2 separate regions of the Sus scrofa genome follow, and region 1 is linked to region 2. A link is a contact called in public Hi-C data. All regions are on one chromosome and are shown on one strand. Each heading gives the region's core, a stretch centred on a gene start, on an enhancer-like site or on the middle of the called end of the contact. The rest is flanking DNA. Distances are from core to core; before and after follow the strand shown. Region 1 overlaps IQGAP1 (ras GTPase-activating-like protein IQGAP1). Region 2 holds the start of ZNF774 (zinc finger protein 774).

Region 1 (2,700 bases), core at 94-2,593, 110 kb after region 2:
TTAAATGCAACTACTCAGTCTTTCCCAATTTATAATTTTAATCTCTTTTCTGAATATTTCACAAATTCCAAACTTTGCTGTATTAGAATATAACTTGCAGAGTTCCTATTGTGGCTCATCAGGTTGAAAACCCTACCTGGTCTCCGTGAGGATGAGGTTTGATCCCTGGCCTTGCTCAGTGGGTTAAGAATCCCATTGCTACAAGCTGTGGGGTCGGTCATAGATGTGGCTCGGAGCTGGTGTGGCTGTGGCTGTGGCTAGGCCTGAAGCTACAGCTCTGATTTGACCCCTAGCCTGGGCACTTCCATACACTGCAGATGCAGCCATAAAAAGAAAAAAAAAGCAAAACCAAAAGAATATAACCTACACTTTCACATAAAAATAGTTTTTTTTGGAGTTCCTGTTGTGGCTCAGTGGTTAACGAATCCGACTAGGAACCATGAAGTTGCTGGTTCAGTCCCTGGCCTTGCTCAGTGGGTTAAGGATCTGGCGTTGCCGTGAGCTATGGTGTAGGTCACAGACACGGCTCGGATCCCGGATTGCTGTGGCTCTGGTGTAGGCTGGCAGCTGTAGCTCCAATTAGACCCCTAGCCTGGGAACCACCATATGCCACGAGAGTGGCCCAAGAAATGGCAAAAAGACCCCCCCCAAAAAATAGCTTTTTTTTTTGTCTTTTTAGGACTGCAAACACAGCATATGGAAGTTCCCAGGCTAGGGGTCAAACTGGAGCTACAGCTGCCAGCCTACACCATAGCCACAGCAACCCCAGATCCGAGTCGCGTCTTCGACCTACACCACATGTGTCCTCAATGTTCCTAGTCAGATTTGTTTCTGCTGCACCACAACAAGAACTCCATGGCTTCCATTCTCAAAGTCACGTTATCATCCAGAAGGACAGCAGGCAGGAAGTAGGAAGAAGGGAAAGAAAACAAAACAGGCATGATGCCAGCTGTCGGTCTCTCTCAAAGAATGTTCCTAAAGGTCTTACCAAGCTGCTTCTGCTTGCATCACACGAGCCCTCCCCAGCTCAGAGAGTCTTAACTGCACATGTTCTTGCCCAGAAGGAAAAATCAATGCTCTGATACCAAGGACAAGGGGGATCAGGGACATTACATTAGGTGGGTAACTAGGTGTTCTCACCAGCCATTCTCACTGCTCCTGCCCTTACTCAAGCCCAGGTGGTCTCTCACTTGGATTACGACAACATCGTTCTGATTCACCCACTCATGCTAATCTGTCAGTTACTCTGCTAACAGTGCTGCTTTTCTCAAAGTAAATCTGATAGTTTTATTCCTGTTTGGAAGTTTGCTGGTTCCCAGTACTTGTAGTAACAGTCCAAACACTGTAGGTTACTTCTCAAGAAGTCTGACCACTCCCCTGCAGGGCTCTCCTCTGTGGTGGTTGGGGCTCTGGCCTTGTGGTTGGCACCTGTCATGCTGTCTTCTTGTCAGTAATGGCTCCAGATCAGCAAGCACAGTTCTGGCTCAGTCAGTGTTGAGTGGATGAGTAAATGAAGAAAATAACCAATGAGGTAAAAGAAGATAAGTTTTTTGTTGATGACTTTTTTGGGGGTGTGAAGACACCTTGGCCTTGAAAAATAAGACCTGAAGTCTTCATTCCTGTTTCTTGGCTAAAGATCTGCTATAGACTTGGAAAGCAGTGAGTGTGAGTTTGTGCACTCTGGATGATACTGTGTTAAAACTCCTGTCCATTCTCATCTTTGCATGTCTTCTCACGTGACCGATGGTTTTTCAGAGTTCCATCTCTGGGGTGACTGCTGCGTATAACCGGGAACAGCTCTGGCTGGCCAACGAAGGCTTGATCACCAGGCTGCAGGCTTGCTGCCGGGGATACCTGGTTCGACAGGAATTCCGATCCAGGATGAATTTCCTGAAAAAACAAATCCCTGCCATCACTTGCATTCAGGTATTTCAGAGCCTCTTATGCCGACAGCACTTTGGCTTCTAGAGCAGGATAATAAACAGTCGGCTCCTCGGATCAGATGTCCGAGTGTATTTTTTGCCTTCTGACCTCTTAGTCTCTCCCTTCTTCTGAAACCACTTCCTCTGTTAACCATTGTAATCACCGTGTGCTTAGTGGTGTTTAGCGGTGAGCCATCCAGCTCAGTGGCAATTTTTCTTGGGCACTTCATTGTCTTCTAAAGCTGTTCCTTTGTATCAGATTTGAACACTGGGAGAAGCAACTGTGATTTTGCTTCAATGACACGGTAGCACGATGTCACAGAGAGAATTCTGAGCCAGGAGTTAGGGCTCTACCGCTGCCAGGTAGTGGTGGGCCTCTTCCCTAAGTTGGTTTCCTCCTCTATGAAAGGGATACCTATATTTTATCTTCTCTTCCTCACCTGATTTGTTGTGAGGAGCCAGTAACAAAGTCCATGTGGACACACTTTGTGCTCACAGCAGGGAGGTAGAAGTTAGCCAGCGTCCTCTCCTGGGGGAAGAACAGTCCACCCTCCCTCCCCAACCCTGGTGGACACAGTCCTTTTTAAAGCTGCTCTTGGATAACATTTCGAGTCGAGATTATTTAACTACCTCTGACCCTTAAGAAATAATGTGTCGACTGTAATATTTGATGGTTTCAGTCGCAGTGGAGAGGATACAAGCAGAAGAAGGCGTACCAAGATCGCTTAGCCTACCTGCGCTCCCATAAAGATGAAGTTATAAAGGTACGTGGCAGGAT
Region 2 (2,700 bases), core at 115-2,614:
CCTGCTTATTGGTTGAAGAGCTACAGAACTCCCACCCATGGCAGAACACCGGAAAGACTCCTAAGAGGACTTGAGATGCCTTTGACTCCCTAGGGCCTGCTAAACTATGTTCTGGTCACATGAGGCCTGGAAACCTCAAGCTTTTCTGGATGTTCCTTGCTCTTCCTGCTAAGCAAAACCAGATATTAGTCTATAGGAGACAGAATTCCCCAAACTGCTGTTGTGGTTATCTTGCAGATGTCTAAATTATGTAGTAAATGCTAACCAAGATGCCCCTGGTTATATGAGCAAAAGGAGAAAAGACAAAATATTACTTCGTATTTTAGTCTTTTGTAGATTATCTCCTCTGTTGGACTGTGAACGTCATGAAAGCAAGAATCATGTGGAATTCATGTGGGTAACCACAGTGCCAGAACAGTCTTGAGTACAGAACATTACTGATGAAAATTCGTTAGAAGATGCACCATACATGTTTGTTGAAGAAATGGTTGAATTAGCATCAGAGTCTTCCGCATTAGCCCATTGGCTGGTAATTCTAAGCTTTTTACAGTCCATCACAAAATATACTTTCCTTTTTTAAATTGCAGTAAATCAACAGAGTAGACAGGCATATTTTTTTGATGGTAAGGAAAGTCTTCCATTATTGGCTAGACATCCCCCACCCCCTCAAAGTGAATACGGGCTCTCAGGTGAGATCCAGGAGTCTCCACAGTTTGGAACCTAATACCACATTTCCTAGAATACTTGACACTCTCGCTGGCCTCCTCTGGCCATTAACAGGTGTACTGACCAATGGAAAGGGGATATGCCTGGCAACTGTGCTAAGAGAAGGAAGCTGATGGTCTGTTTTCCACTAACGGTTCCTGATGGGGTTTGTTATGCCCAGTCCGAGTTGGCCTGGAACTTGTAAAGAGGCAGACACCATTCAGGCCATGGCCGCCGCGGGGTAGGGGGAGAGAGGGACCCGGCGGAGGAGGCTGCACAGCAAGGCCGAATCGACGAGCTGCTCCGCGCTCTGGAAGGTCTAGGTGCCAGAGCGCGGGCGATGCAGAAATTGGTACAAGGCTGCTCTGCGATAGTCAGGTGAGGCCCGGAGGTTCGAATCTCAGATCCCTCTCTGGATGTACGGTCTTTGGATCCCCTTCTTAGCTCTGAAGAGGCGGTTCCAGCGGCCGGGCAGCTCGGGAACTGGGTGTTAACACTTGTCACCGCAGGGAATTGGGCGTCCCGGTACTCGCAGTTCTTTGGGACTACGTCTCCCAAAAGACTCAGCTGTGATTGACAGCTCTAACAGCCTATGGACGAGGAATACCTCTCGTCCCAGAAACCGAGAAGCCAATGGAAAAAGGACAGGGGCGGTGTTTTCCGGCTGCTGGCTGTCCAGCCCAGAGTCCCACCTGTGTCCCCACAGCCCTGTCACGAGTCCCGGTCGGGTTCTGGGCGGCACCGCCACGGCGTTGCTGACCAGTTTGGCTTGGCGGTGGAGGACCCTCCCTTCGTGCTCCATCCTCGGCTGGGTCTCTGGGTGGTGAGTGAGCCGGGGAAGGAGATCACTGCGGCTGCCGCTCGTGCGATGCTGAGGGACGTGGATAGGGCTTGCCCGCCGCCCCGCCAACGCCCCTGCGGGATCCCCCCGGTTGCCTTTCGGAGCCCGCGGGTCTTGCTGAGGACTGGGGAGAGGTAGCCGCGGTTTTCTCCGCCTGCATCTGGAGAGCTCATACTCTTAATTTTTTGCTCCTTGTGGCTGGTCCCCTGGTTTCAGCTTAGTTTTGCGACCCTCTGACCGCTGCACCCAGATTGGGGCCTGCAGCACGGAGGGAGGAGAATGGGTGTCAGCCCTACCCATGTGGTCATGTTCCTATTAATAAACCCAGTGAACAAACTGGTGCTTCTCACAATGGCACTTAGTCACCGCACCTCCGAGCTCTAGGTCCTTGAGGTCACTCTCAAAAGGGGGCAGGGGCAAGAGACTGGGTGGGAAATCGGGTTTCTCTAGCTCTGGCTAAGAACTCTCACCCGCTCAATCCTGCTGTCTCCTGCAGGTGGGCCCTTCTGTTGGGTTTTATAATGGATATAGAAATAAAATTTCAAAACTCATAACAGTTTTCACTTCCTAATGACTTTATTTTAATTTGTTAAGGTTTTAAGCCAGAGAGATGAAAGGTATTACCTAAGGTTTTTAGGTTGTTAAAAATCCAGTACTTGATAAGTGACCAATAATAAATGCATAAATGTTTCCATGAAAAGTGGTTTTGTGTGTACCCGAGTAGTAGCCAGGTTCTTTGGTGAGACAAAGATGTGAAACTTCTTCATACCATTCTGGTCCATCCTCCACTGAAATGCAGAATTCTTTGTAGCAGGTTCAGCTGGATGACTTGTATTTGTTTCTATTGGAAACTCTTTTTTAAGTGGGAAAACAAACAAGTATTATCACATGTCTTTGTCACCCCTAATCTTACAACATATTAGCTACTCAATAAATTACTGATTTGTCCAGTAACCTGACCATCTCCCCCCAAATAATTTTTTCATAATACTTATGATCATTTTATTAGTGTGTTAATGGTTGTTTTTAGCCCCCAAGTATTTTGTTTTGTCCTTATCCTCATTGAATTTCACTTAATTTTACAGCTTGTCCATATTGTTTTTTTCATTTTAAATACATGTCCTTTTAAGTTCCATTTCTGACTGCATTAAACC

Evidence for each region. Hi-C and Micro-C count contacts between places; a contact is called where the count stands out from the background.
Region 1: a Hi-C map of omental adipose tissue shows a contact between it and region 2, with 1.6 times the contacts expected there. The contact joins the enhancer-like site here to the promoter of ZNF774 in region 2. A contact is called at or near these places in 4 of 47 Hi-C or Micro-C datasets (brain, embryonic fibroblasts, mesenteric adipose tissue and 1 more) and 2 of 2 datasets of contacts at active chromatin or transcription factors (alveolar macrophages and skeletal muscle).

The regions. Positions count from the first base shown.
Region 1 is chr7:53,097,873-53,100,572 of Sscrofa11.1, forward strand. IQGAP1 (ras GTPase-activating-like protein IQGAP1) reads left to right here. Exons shown (of 38, transcript XM_021098910.1): 19 at 1,756-1,926; 20 at 2,603-2,686. Among named protein-coding and RNA genes, the nearest start is that of CRTC3, 47 kb to the right of the region's middle. Within about 2 kb of position 1,344, at least 2 of the 83 cell types and tissues checked have an H3K27ac peak or open chromatin away from gene starts, as enhancers often do. A contact at or near this core is called in omental adipose tissue, where this site is marked.
Region 2 is chr7:52,984,305-52,987,004 of Sscrofa11.1, forward strand. ZNF774 (zinc finger protein 774) reads left to right here and starts at 1,365. Exons shown (of 4, transcript XM_021098908.1): 1 at 1,365-1,528.